2 separate regions of the Mus musculus genome follow, and region 1 is linked to region 2. The links are chromatin contacts, called in public HiChIP or PLAC-seq maps. All regions are on one chromosome and are shown on one strand. The core of a region is the stretch at or near the end of the contact, and the rest is flanking DNA. Distances in the headings are between cores, read along the strand shown. Region 1 overlaps Fut8 (fucosyltransferase 8). Region 2 overlaps Gm35041 (a long non-coding RNA gene).

Evidence for each region. HiChIP or PLAC-seq counts read pairs in DNA pulled down with a chosen protein or histone mark.
Region 1: a contact with region 2 is called in a RAD21 HiChIP or PLAC-seq map of pro-B cells, with 4 times the contacts expected there. The contact joins two enhancer-like sites. A contact is called at or near these places in 2 of 15 datasets of contacts at CTCF or cohesin (the NIH/3T3 cell line and pro-B cells), 2 of 484 Hi-C or Micro-C datasets (the CH12 cell line and embryonic stem cells) and 3 of 115 datasets of contacts at active chromatin or transcription factors (astrocytes, embryonic stem cells and large pre-B cells).

The regions. Positions count from the first base shown.
Region 1 is chr12:77,343,377-77,350,178 of GRCm38.p6, forward strand. The region is part of intron 4 of Fut8 (fucosyltransferase 8); the gene reads left to right. Among named protein-coding and RNA genes, the nearest start is that of Gm25926, 72 kb to the right of the region's middle. Within about 2 kb of position 3,380, at least 3 of the 459 cell types and tissues checked have an H3K27ac peak or open chromatin away from gene starts, as enhancers often do. A contact at or near this core is called in pro-B cells, where this site is marked.
Region 2 is chr12:77,004,625-77,011,983 of GRCm38.p6, forward strand. All of the region lies in intron 1 of Gm35041 (a long non-coding RNA gene), which reads left to right. Among named protein-coding and RNA genes, the nearest start is that of Gm35041, 36 kb to the left of the region's middle. Within about 2 kb of position 4,742, at least 60 of the 459 cell types and tissues checked have an H3K27ac peak or open chromatin away from gene starts, as enhancers often do. A contact at or near this core is called in pro-B cells, where this site is marked.

The DNA of each region.
Region 1 (6,802 bases), core at 2,130-4,629, 340 kb after region 2:
CAGTCCTTCAGAACTTTTCTTGATTTAGCTTTTACATGCTTCCTGGCCCTTCTTCTGCACTGTTACCTGAGCCTCAGAGGGGGGGGATACAAGTGACATGTTTAGGGCTGAGCATACAACTTTTGCTTATTCTCTTCACCTTGAGCAGAATCTTTTCATTTACCGGGACAAAGGAGAAGCTTCTCTGATTAAGGCGGGGAGCTGCTTTTGTCTGTGGGTGTATGCATAATTATTTAGAAGGCAGTTTGCTGCCTACTGGAACACACGTCCCAGATTTCCATCAGAAATAACTCTCCACAGGTCAATGGTCTCTTCAAACCTGGGTTGTTAGCCAGATTATCGTTCATTCTTTGTCACCTCCTCTCATAGGACTTAAATCTAGTTAGAGGGCAGTTGGTTATCACCTATATAGTCAAGCTCCTATCACATGTATGGGCATGTCTTACTTTCCATATGGTCATTTTATATGACCATTATACTTCCTTTATCCTGATTAATCCTCCCTGTTCTGATACCCTGTCGTGCTGCCCACTCCCGTCTGTCTAAGCCTTTCTACCCCTGAACTCTTCCCCTTACATTCTGCTTGCCTGTGTCTTACTCCTCCTCCAGTCCCTTCCTTGTTTTCTGGCTTTATGAAAATTATGTTTTATTTTTGTGCACATATATGTGTGTGCATGTGGGCATGGCTCTGCCAGTGCTTTTATGTGAATGTCAGAGGACAGTTTGTGGGAATTGGTTCTCTCTCCTCACCATGAGCTCAGGCCATTGGACTTGGTAACAAATGCTCATATTCTAGGAAGCATGTCTGTAGAAATTTTGAGTGTTGATTATTAGTCTCTTGTCACGAGTAGATTTGACATGAGGTCTAACATAGATATGAATAGACTCACTTTTTGAGAAGGAGCAAGCTTAAATTAATTTGGATGTAAAATACAATAATTTTACAAAAGCCTATAAATATTTTATAATGCTAAGTCTACCAATACATAGACGTAGTAAAATGATTATAATTCTTTTCAGAGTAGAGCCACAGCTGCTGTTAATTTTGTGAAGATGTTCTCATTTTGTTATATTTCATCTCCTGGGTGCTGAGTTACAGTAGGAAATGATGTAAGAACTGGTGTTAGGTTTTCTTTTTATTCCTGCATCTTTATTTTCTTAACATTTGCTATAGTAGAAATGGCAAGACAGAACAAAAAAATGTCTCAACACTCCTCCAGCACCTGCTGTTCTTTGTAAGGATCTAGCAGGCCAGATCATATGTGATAATGAACTTACTTTCTGTATCAGACTCCTTGACCCCTTATTTATCAATAAACAAATTTAACAGAGGAGAACTAACATTGCAAAAATGGTAAAGGAATAATTATTAAAACGTACTGAGCCTTAACTTGTGTGTACCTGACAGCAGTGTCTGATACATAAGGCAAAGAGAAGTAGATAAGACTGTTAATAATAACTAAAAACTGCATTGCCCCTCTTAGAGTAATAGGTCAGGCAAACAAAATTAGTTAAACAAATATATCCACATTTGACATGGGCAGACTACCAGTGAACCTGACCTAGTTAACATGTAAGAGTATTCTATCTCACCATAACAAATATAACAAATAACAAATGTACTTTGCCATGAGTACACTCTTACTCTGATGTGTAGCCTCTGTCATTTGGATTAGAAATTTTTTTTAATATTTTTTATTACATATTTTCCTCAATTATATTTCCAATGCTATCTCAAAAGTCCCCCATGCCCTCCCCCCCACTTCCCTACCCACTCATTCCCATTTTTTTGGCCCTGGCATTCCCCTGTACTGGGGCATATACAGTTTGCATGTCCAATGGGCCTCTCTTTCCAGTGATGGCCGACTAGGCCATCTTTTGATACATATGCAGCTAGAGTCAAGAGCTCCTGGGTACTGTTTAGTTCATAATGTTGTTCCACCTATAGGGTTGCAGATCCCTTTAGCTCCTTGGGTACTTTCTCTAGCTCCTCCATTGGGAGCCCTGTGATCCATCCAATAGCTGACTGTGAGCATCCACTTCTGTGTTTGCTAGGCCCCGGCATAGTCTCACAAGAGACAGCTACATCTGGGTCCTTTCGATAAAATCTTGCTAGTGTATGTAATGGTGTCAGCGTTTGGAAGCTGATTATGGGGTGGATCCTTGGATATGGCAGTCTCTAGATGGTCCATCCTTTCGTCTCAGCTCCAAACTTTGTCTCTGTAACTCCTTCCATGGGTGTTTTGTTCCCAATTCTAAGGAGGAGCATAGTGTCCACACTTAAGTCTTCATTCTTCTTGAGTTTCATGTGTTTAGCACATTGTATCTTATATCTTGGGTATCCTAGGTTTTGGGCTAATATCCACTTATCAGTGAGTACATATTGTGTGAGTTCCTTTGTGAATGTGTTACCTCACTCAGAATGATGCCCTCCAGGTCCATCCATTTGGCTAGGAATTTCATAAATTCATTCTTTTAAATAACTGAGTAGTACTCCATTGTGTAAATGTACCACATTTTCTGTATCCATTCCTCTGTTGAGGGGCATCTGGGTTCTTTCCAGCTTCTGGCTATTATAAATAAGGCTGCTAGAAAATATTTTAAAGGCTCCTTTAGATGGTCTTGCTATAATGAGTAGGGAAGTCTATATATGGAGTTGTACATTGTGTAGTGTGGGCTCCAGAAAATTTCACTTATTTATAGAATCAGCTGGAATTCTTTTGTGCAGAGAAAATTTCTTTCCCTCTTCATTTCCACACTCTGTTCACTTCTTACCCCAACAAAGATGATTCAAATAGAAGTCAGCTAGATGGATGACTGTGTCCAAGGCTGCAATCTTATGAGGGGGTAAGAAGTTGCTTATTTAAAAATTATTTTTGCTTGTCTGTTGTCTGATGTGTGCTCTTATTCTTTCATTTTTCCATGTGAATGTGACTGTTCAAGAGCAGCTTGATAAAACTTTAAATTTCAAGGAGTATTTTGAACTTGCCTTTAGTTTTATTTATTTTATATTCTGTTTTTTCATATAATCTTTACCTATCTATCATCTATCTATCTAACTATCTATCTCTAGTTTTTAAATATGGGTTTTTAATTTAATAAAGATGAGTGCAGAAAGCCTAGGTTATGAATAGCCTTTGTTTATGAAGTGACAGATGGATTGTTGATGTTGACTTGGAAGCATGTATTTTGTTGAATGCTTGATAATTTCATTCAAAATACAGATAAAAATGCAAGTGGAATTCCCAACAATAAATTAAGCTTTCATGGGAGTAAATAATTTTGGTTTCGTTCTCCCTAGGGATCCTTGTAGTAACTGTCTTGCTAAAGATAGATTCCCCCACCCCCACCCCCTTTAATCTTGCTTGGGTTTAAAAGTTGGCAAACTGGCCAGTGGAACAAATCCAGTTCCTCTATCCATTTTTGTTTTTGATGACTTCCAGGCTAAGAATGCTTTTTTGTTTTTTGGTTGTTTGAGTGGGGAGTGTGTGTGTGTGTGTTGGAGGAACAGGGGGACAAATTCAGAGGATAATATTAGGTTTTGTAGCAATGAACCTTAAGCTCTTTTTTATCTGGACATTTATAGAAAAAATTGTTATCTCAAAACTTGTGTGAATCAGATGTTCTCATTATTAGCTCTTGTCTCTTTCAGTGTTTGAATTATTATGCATATTACATGTGGGTAAAGACAGGCTCTGAAATGAAAATCTAGTTGCCGATACTATTCTCTGGTCCTTGCTGACTTTGCTTTCTAAGTCTTAATGGACTTACTCCATATCTCAGATTTCTTTTGCTTTTTAATTTGTTCAAATATTTGTGTTTTCTCTCCCAGTTTCCTTTAGATAGCTTTGTGTTTGGAGCTGAATGGTACCTAGGGAAAGGAGATATGGTAGGCTGACAAAGAAACCATCCGATATACAGCTTTAGAGATAGTGGATCTAGGTAGATGCATTTTATATCTGAATTATGTATATGCATATAGAAACAGATATATGGACAGAAGCACACAGGCTTTTTTTCCCCTCATAACTTGGCTCTTTGAACTCAACTCTATGACTTTAACCTTTTTTAAGTTGATGCTTTTACATATGTGAAAATTTTATTTGTTCACCCTTAGCTGTATTTAGAATACAGTGATTGCAGTTATTGTCACTACCCAGAAAGGCCCCTAGTGAAAAGACACCAGTTTTGGAGAAAGATTTCACATGCAGCATCTCAATGTTCAGACTTCTTTCCTTAAACAAATGCCACTTAAAGTGTGTTTGTGTTAAATTAAAAAATGTGTGAAGATTTAGCTTAGGGGCTTAATTAAACATGTTTTAAATTTAATGTATGTGAGTGTTTCCCCTGCGTGTATGGTTTGTATACTTGGTTGCTTGGTACCCTCAAAGGTCAGATGAATGCTTTTGATCTTTTGGAATTGGAGTTTCAGATATTTGTGAGCTACCATATAGGTACTGGAAACTGCACTTGGGTCCTGTGCAAGAGCAACAAGTATTCTTAACTGTTAAGCCCTCCAGCGCCCACATGGTTTTCTTTCATCTTCTTTCTTTTCTGAGATGGGTCTCACCATGTAGCTCTGGCTGGCTAGGTACTCCTGATGTAGGCCCAGAGATTAAATTCCAGGCAGTTGGGCCATTGCTTTTGTGCCTCTGGTGAAGGAGATCATGCTGGAAACACATGGCAGAAGTGGCTGCTCATGCTATAGGGACAGGGAAGTTAAATAGAGAGGGAAAAGGTAGAGTTCCTATAGTTCCTTATTCTTCCAATGCCTTACCTTTTAAAGTTCCCACAGTCTCCCAGTGGTACCACAGAATGACAGCTCTGTGTTTAACATATGCTCTTTTTTCAGGGAAGGGGGCACTTATCCAAACCATAGCAATGGTTTCAGAGAGTAATTTAAATCTGCCTAAGGATGCAGTATGCCTTTGGAACATGTGTCTTTTTACTGTTCCTAATGTGCCTGCAATATTTCTAGGTATTTCAGAAATGTTAGATGAAATTTACCAAGGAAATAGTATTTAGTCTATTTACCTAATAATAGAACCAGTTTAGAATAAAAATAAAGCTGACTTGAGTAACTGGATTTGGTATATAAGCTTTTGATTGCAGTTGTTACTTTGAAGTGTTTATTCCCAGCATTTAGCCTTTCTAGAATATATGCTTAGAACACATGTACCAATGAACAAGAACATCATATATACTATATATTAAAAGCATTTTAAAGTATCCTATATAATAGCATAGTAGTATAGAAACTTTGGTTAATTGGTTATTGATAATCATCTAAGAGAGGTTATATTTGTTACTCCTTTTACTTTTGTTTCCCAACACATTTGAATGCACAGAACCACTGCTTTGAGATGTTATACCTTTGCCTGATCTTTTTCTTACTGAAAACCAAACAAACAAGGTTTATAGAAATTGCAACTTAGGTTCATGCTTCTTTAGCTGCTCACTTACCCCAAGTGCAGAGTAACCATCTGGAAGCTGGTCATAGTGTCTGCAGCCTGTTACAAAGTCTTAAATTAGAAGAGCAATTAGCTGCTTCTTTATGCATCAGCCTACATTTCCTATACCAGACATGGGTTTATTAATCCTCAGAGATACAGTAGACTTGATTTAAGTGTTCTATTTTTAAAATTTCTTATATTTAGAGACTCAAGCAATTTAACATGTGTCTTGCATTTGTGCATTTATAAATGTGCATACATTGACATTCCTATCTCCTTCTCTATGCTCTTTCTCCATCTACTGAAGGTCTGCCATGTCTTCAAGGACTATGGCAAATAAACTTCTCAGAGCCTTTCCCCAGTCTTCTTTCATAAAGTTACTCTCCTATGATCTCTGTTAGGACTTGTTTTAGAGTCTTTAGGATGTCAGTGTACTGGACATGTATTAATCCCAACACCAGGGAGGCAGAGGCAGGTGGATTTCTGAGTTCGAGGCCAGCCTGGTCTACAAAGTAATTACAGGACAGCCAGGGCTATACAGAGAAACCCTGTCTCCAAAAACCAAAAACCAAAAACCAAAAAAACACGAAACACCAAAAACCAAAAAAACACCAAACACCAAAAACCAAAAACCAAAAAAACAAACCAAAAACCAAAAACAACAACAACAACAACTACAAAAAAAAAAAAAAAAAAAAAAAAAAAAAGAGCTTATATAGGCCTGTTGGTCTTTCTGTTCTAATTTCTTGGAAGCAATGTGTCACAAAGATTAAGTTGTGAAATATTTTTAAACTTTTTATTGAAAAAAAGTATTACTGTTTCTATGATATGTACATGCAGGGGTGTGCATGTCATTGCCCTCATTTGGAAGTCAAAGGGCAGCTTGGTGGAGTCAATACCCTCCTCCTACCTGTAGTGGACTCCAGGGATCAAACTCCTGTAGTCAGGATTGGGTGACAAGATCTTTGACCCACTGAGCTATATTGCTGTCCCTGTCATTTTTTAAAGGAATACAATTATTTATACTTCTAATACAAATTTCAAGAGAAATTAAAGACAAGTGCTCCCTTCCCTTTCTTTCCTCTTCCTTCTTTTATCTTGACTGATTTTTGTTGGGGACATTTATTTAGCCAAATGTAAAACTCTTTAAGAGGAAAATTTGTAACACTATTTAGTTTTGCAAATATCTTGATATTTTTTGGTTAAACTTTTAGAAAAAATGTGTGCTTTTTTTTTTACATCAAAGAATAAACATTAGGAAGACTTGTGGTAATTATAGGAGGGTAAACATGCAGGTGGCCAGCCTCATGTGTCTTCTCCACTGAACCCCACCTTCCTCTCTCCAAGTC
Region 2 (7,359 bases), core at 3,492-5,991:
AAGAGAGAGAGAGAGAGAGATGGAAAGAGTAATAAGGCTTAAGCTGAATCGTAGTAAGAGCTAGTATGTTTGTATGGTTCCTTGTTCAGAAGTCAGGTGTTGGATAGCCTTCCTCGGGATGCTGTTTTAGTTTGTGTGGTCTGCCACCAATCACAATGAGTGGCATGACTCAGTTTCCCCTTCCATGCAGTCCAGTGCTGCATGTCTGGAAACTTTCGTCCTCCAGTCACTCTGTCCTTGGGAGCTGCATGGCCCATGCTAATTAATCCACGTCTGGAACCAATCTGGTTTGTCTCCCGGCTTACCCTTAGGTCCACAGGCCATAACCCTCTTGTACTTACTGATCTCCTGGGTTTTCACGAAACACTCTGGAGAATGGTCCATTTAGTCCAATCACGATGCAGAACAGCATTAATAGGCAATTGCCACGGGGAGATAATACAGGAAGAAAAATGGCTAAAAATATACAGTGAATCACAGAAAATTACATCTCTTAAAACCTACAGTGTATTCCTATTGCCATAGCAACCTCTGGCTAGTAAAGACAGAGCTGATTTATCACAGGCTTTCCCCAGCCCTCCGTTCTGCCGGAAGCTCTTCCAGCCCGTGGTGTGAGTCCCCGTGAAGATGATGGGACCTGTCCAAACACGGAGGTTTCCCTCTTTGTGACTTTTAGTGGCATTTCTGTGGAAGGAAACAGTGGTTCGTTCTGTAAGGCCAGGGCATTTCCCAGCTCCCTTCTGAGATGATGTTGACCATTGCTAACCTCTGACAGAGCGTCTGTGTTCTCTCAAGCCCACGGTTTTCCCTGAGACGGTGGCCGAATGGAGATGTGAGGAGCTGCACCCGGCCGGCTGGCATGGAAACATGAAGAGGAGGGGAGCTTTCCACCTTTCCCTTCAGTCTCCACAGCTCCTCTCCTTTCTTCAAAGTTCATTCGTTGTGAGATGGCCTGGAGAGGGTGGTGTGTTTTAGCATGGCGATGAGACTGGTGTCTGGGAAGATGTTAAGGACATAGTCAAACATTCTGTTTTGTCACTGCAGTGCTAAATGTCACTGGTGTGTGTCTTTGCCATAATATACAGAGGAAATTCTTGTGTTTCCTTTTGTTGTTGTTGTTGTTTTTTGTTTTCTTGAGACAGAATCTTCCTATGTGATGCAGGCTGGAATTGAATCTATGCATGATCCTCCTGCCTCAGCCTCCAGAATGCCAGGATTATAAGTACATGACACAAATGAGATGATAGAAGAGCAATACATTTTTATAATTGGAATATACTCTGGATACCCCGGACCAGAGGTCTAGAGTATCATCCCTCCAAAAACCTGCCTGGACATGGGGATAGCCCCAAGAATGCCTACCCGGACATATCTGGGACAATACATGTGCTCATTGTATGTGTACACAAACATAAATAAAAATACAATCTTAAAGAGCTGGCAGGGCATGGTGGCACCTACCTTTAATCCCAGTACTCAGGAGGCAGCGGCAAGCAGATAGATCTCTGAGTTCGAGGCCAGTCTGGTCAATAGAAAAAGTTCCAGGACAGTCAGGGTTATATATGAAAACCCTGTCTCAAAAAAAAAAAAAAAAAAAAAAAAGCCAGTGGATGTTAAAAGTGAATAAAAGTTTGATGGGAAATGGCAGAATCACACAATCTCAAAGGATCTCCTCACAAAATATTTACTGATTTTAGAGGAAAAATAGTGCAGTCGAGAGGCTCTCCAGACACTGTTTGAACCGAATGATCAAACACATCTTAAGGGATAAATGGGTCACACTGGCATCGTGTTTCCTAATGCGTGCACTAGAGACAGAACGCCACACTTCTGGGCCATTTCTGCCACAAGTGCATAACCTAGATCTCATTGTGAGGGAACAACAGACACGTTCTGAATAAGGGCAGCCTATATGTAATTGGCTTTTATCCATCAAAGACGCCAGCGACATGAGAGGCACAGATGAGTGCTCTGTTCGATCAGAAGAGACCCAGCGGCCACGACAATGTGTTATATGAGATTGGTTTTGGATCAATTTTTTCCTTCCTCTTTGACTGTCAAGAGTGTTATTAGGAAAAATTGGTGAAAATTTAAAAAGGTATGTAGCTTACACAACACCATTAGGTCAATATTAATTTCATGATTTGGAGACTGGGGAGGTGAGAAAGAATGGTCCTGATGTGAGGAAATAAGACACCGCAGTGCTTAGGGATAATGAATCATCTTGTCTGCATCTCCCTCAAAAGTGGCTCAGTGGGGAAAAGGGAAATAGAGAGGAAAGATGATAAGCAAATGGGGTATGAATATTCAGGAATTCTTTGTACTTTTTGCATTTTTCTGGGAGAAATACTTTGTGATTTTTCTTAAGTCTGAAATTACTGCAAAGTAAAAAGTTCCCATCTGCAGACTCTAGTTCCGTTGAGTGAATGTTCTTCCTACTCTTCCTGTCTGTCATTCTGAGGCTGCACTCTGTCACACAGAGCTTCCTTCACAAAGCGAGACCTGTATAAGGGAGTGTGAGGACTGCAAGTGTGTGTGTGTGTGTATGTGTGTGTATGTGTGTGTGTATGTATGTGTGTGTGCATGTGTATGTACGCGTGTGTATATATATGTGTGTGTATAGGTATGTGTGTGTGCATGTGTGTGTATGTATACATGCGTGTGTGTATGTGTATGTATATGTATATGTGTGTGTGTATAGGTATGCGTGCGTGTGCAACCAAGTCAGTGTCACAATAGGCTATCAAGCTTCGATAAAGACAGTTGCTGCAAAGCCAAATCAGAGTGGGAATGAAATCCAACAACCCACAGTGAGTCCTTTCAGGTTTCTCAGGTAAGAGAGGGTACAAATGGCTTTGGGGGGATGTGTCCCCAGCTGGCAAAGTATGAGAAAAGGAATGCGTTTGTCTCTTCCCTCTCCCCTCCCCTCTTCTTCCCTCCCCTCCCCTTCCCTTCAGTCAGTCTCCCCTCCTTCTCTTCTCTCCTCTTCCCTCCACTCTCCTCTCTTCCTCTCCCCTCCCTCCCCTCTTCCCCTCTCTCCCCTCCTTTCCTCTCCCCTTCTGTCCCCTCACCTTCTCTTCCCTTCTCTTCTCTCCAGTTCCCCTCTCCTCCCCTCTTCTCCTCTTCCTTTCCCCTCTCCTCCCCTCCCCTCTTCCTCTCTTTTCCTCTCTCTTCTTTTCCTGTTCTCTTCCTTCCTCCCTTCTCTTGCCAGGTTTCTTCTCAAACACTCCGGGTCCGTTTCTATCAAGGACGGATCAGTCTCCACAGCAGGGTTCTTTCTCCTTCTGAGTCCATAGAGTGAAACTGAGTGTGTAGGACCTGCTAACACCAGGCTCTGAAGGTGTCAGGTGGGGCAGGGACAGGGGCAGGGGCAGGGACAGAGTCGGGGGTGATGGTAGTGGAGATGATGTGAGGCCCAGGGCGCTCCCCCCACTTGTCCCAACTGGTCCAGCTGCTTTGTACAACCTGGAAGATACGCTCCAAAACCACATCAGTGTCACACAAAGGTCATGATATGAAAAGGTTCCAGAGAAAGGTTTGCCATGTGTGACATTGAATTTCACAGCCCTCCTTGCTCTGCAAGCTGGTTGCTGTAATTCCCAGTGTTGTGAACTGCAGTGAAGCAGAGAGAGGTTCGGCTGTTTACAAATGATCCTGATTGAATGGAACACATCTTGATTCCTTCCCAAGGGTCCAGGAATAATACCAAGAAAAGACTTAGGGATGGCCAAGGCAGAGCCCTCTTCCCTGGAGTGATCCTCTACTCAACCCTGGCTTTTAGAATGCTGGCTTGTGCTTGCAGCAAGGCCTTGGGAAGGAAAGAAAACCGAGTCATTTCCAGTACCGCAAAGATATTTGTCTCAATCCACCAACACCAGCCACATATGAATTGTATAAATCAAGTAGGCATGGGGCTTTAGGCTAGGCTGTGAAAACATTTAAGCATTTAAGAGCTGGTCAGCTCCAAACTGATTCAATCAGAGTGAAAATAAAGACACAGAGTGTGAGCCGTTCTAAAAGAGGCCACAGGCTAACCCTGTGGGGAGCAGTGGACCCACGGCCGGCTCCTAGGTTGCATATGGATTATTGGGAATCTGAATCTTTAATCACTGTGTGACTTATTTGATCACATACCTCTCAAAAACAAAAAAAAAAAACAACAAAAACAACAACAACAAAAACAACCAACCAACCAACCAACTAAAACCCTCAAAACAACTCTGCTTCAGAGACACTGTAAAATAGTATCTTTTATGAATTAAGGGGGACTCAGGCCCTAGATGACTGATTCTTAAATTTAGGCTTTACTCACTTCATGATAACCCGATTAGCACTCAGACAAGAGTAGGGACCAGCAAGAAACTCTCTGTACATTCCTAACGAGGATGGGGATGCAAGAGTTCCTCCATCTGGGCTCATTCACTCGACCCTAGTAATGTGAGAGCAATTCATTTCTGCCTCCCGGGTTCTCTTATGGAAACATATCATTGCTCTTACATGGGAAACGAACCCACTTTCATGGGGCTTAATTTCATTATTTTTTTCTCCCCCTGCCAGTCTGAGGAAGCAGGCACATCAGCTCTTTCAGAACCAATTTTTAGCAGAAATGTTCTCATTAAGATCTCAAAACTCCGAGTCACAAGGGCTCGGGGGAGAGAGTTTCATCTTAGGAGCGGAATCCAGCGCCAGGAGGAAGCAGGTGCGAGCAGGAGGCCAGGGCAGAGGAAGCTCTGTGGGAGGTGGAAGAGTGGCTGGCCAAATCTGTCTCTTTGTTGCAGTTGGTGGCTTGGATCACATGGTGTCACTGTTGTGAGTGTCCTATTTGAATCTTGGCAGTTGTGAACCCATCAAAACCGGGGCAAAATTGCTGGTTACACGACGGTTTTAAGCTCCTTCTGGATGGCCACACCCATATTCACAACTTGCTGTTCTGTGGCATCAAGGTGTTCTGTGCGTCCTGATTACAGAGAAACCCTATAATCTGTCCGTTCTCATCATATTTACGATGATGGTTAAAAAGTAGCTTTGGGTTCGATTGCCTCTCCTCCCACCGACAGCCAAGGGCTCTTTATCAGTATTTGAGTTCCGAGAGACAGTGAGACCGGCTTTGACAAGCGCAGTGTATTGGAAATAACACTTCTAAGGCAGAGCTGTAAACCACCAGCAGCTTCTATTTCTGGATGCTATTGCCAAGTCTTAGTGTTCCCTACTGTGAGGAATGCCAGTCGAACCACAAGCAAGGAGAGGGGCCATATGGATAAATGCCGAAGGACGTGGTGCCCAAGTGAAATATTATATAAGACCTTTCTATATAGCCTCCAGGTGAATGACCCTGAGCAGAGGCGTGTGGAACAGAAAAGCCACCCAAGACAGTCCTGTTAAATTGCTGCTCCACAGAAGCATAAGCAAAAGAGATGGTTGATTTAACCCAGTAAGTTTTAGGGTGGTTTGCTGTCTAGTGAAAGAAAACTGAATCTGACACAGTGAAACCTAAGGGACTTATATCACACACCAACATGACCCCGACAGAGAAAGCACTATATCCCGTGGATAGCTAAAACTCTTTGTCGCTGGGAGCAGAGCTCAGACACACTCCTGGTTCTAGTATGGTCTACAGGATGTCAGGAGCTCCTTTCTTTTTTATTATTTTCTGTACATTGTTCCATCTATTTTTTTTTTTTTAGACAGACTCTCTCCTTGTAGCTTTGGCTGTCCTGGATCTCTCTCTCTCTCTGTAGACCAGGCTGGCCTTGAACTCACAGAGATCCACTTGCCTCTGCCTCCCGAGTGCTGGGATTAAAGCTGTGGCCTGGCATTGTTCCATCTTTTCTTAAAAAAAGAATGTACTTTATTTGCTTGAGTGTGTGTGTGTGTATATGTGTGTGTGTGTATGTGTGTGTGTGTATGGGTGTGTGTGTGTATGGGTGTGTGTGTATGGGTGTGTGTGTATGGGTGTGTGTGTATGGGTGTGTGTGTGTATGGGTGTGTGTATGGGTGTGTGTGTATGGGTGTGTGTGTATGGGTGTGTGTGTGTATGGGTGTGTGTGTATGGGTGTGTGTGTGTATGGGTGTGTGTATGGGTGTGTGTATGGGTGTGTGTGTATGGGTGTGTGTTTGTGCATGCCCCTGAGCCCATCGTGCATACGTAGAGGTCAGAAGACACTGTTTTTGAGGGCCAGTTTTCTTTCCCCCAGACCCTCTTGGTGTTTCTGCTGCCGCGGTTCTTACTCCAGGAGCGCTGGTTTAGATGCTTCCAACCAACTCTCTCCTTTCTGCCTACTGTCTCTCTACAGGAACGCTGGGATTTCTGATGTGTGCTACCGCCTCTGGCTCCTCATCTCCCACCAGGAATCTGATTCTGGTCATCAGGTTTGCATGGCGAGCCTTTTACCCATTGAGCCATATTTCTGGCCCTTCACTATATTTTTAAAACATTCCACAGAATTTGTAAGACATCTAATTTACCTAACAATAGGAGATTGGGCAAATAATTTATGGTAAATTCACTTCACTTCACAAACAAAAAACCACCCTCCCAAAACTCATAATAAAATAAAACCCTTGCAAGAGGTTAAGAGCAGTGGTTGCTATTACAGAAGACCCAGGTCCATCTCTGGCACTCACACGGAGGCTCATAACCATCAGTAACTCCAGTTCCAGGAGGAATCTCGTGCCCTCTTCTGGATTCCAAGGGAACTGCATTCATGTGGTATACATATCCACGAAAGCAAAATACCTATAGATAAAAAGTAATAAAATAAACATAAAGATGTCTATTGGTAGCAAGAGATATTCCCTATATATTATGTAATACTATGAGCCTATTTAAAAACCTTACCTGCCTTTTTTAAGGGCATGTGAGGACTTGCAACGTGGGAGAGTAAAATAGGGAAGCTTTGCATTTTCTTATTTGAGTTTCCTGAGATAAGCAGGATAGCTTTTCCAGCATGATAAGACAGTACAGAAGTGTTACCGCGGATTCAGCACTGACAGGGTGGAGGAAGTCTGTTGTAGTTCCCAGGAGAAGTGGAATCAGGCTGAATTGACTGGACTTAAATGAAAACACCTGTGGTCTCTTCATCCCCCCCCCCCCCTTCTTTTAGACAAGGTCTCATTATTTAGCCCTGGCTAGCCCAGAACTCACTGTGTAGACCAGGCTGTCCTGGACCTCATAAAAATCTGCCTGTGTCAGCCTCCTGAGTGCCGGGATTAAAAGCATGTGCCATCATGTTCAGCCTTCTGGGCACAGAACTCAACCCCTTCAGGTAGGCTACCTGTAATGTGTAACATAATAGGAGGTGATGTCTGGTTTCTTGTAGACTCTTGAGTACAGCAGCAATCAGAACTCTGGTGACCGAG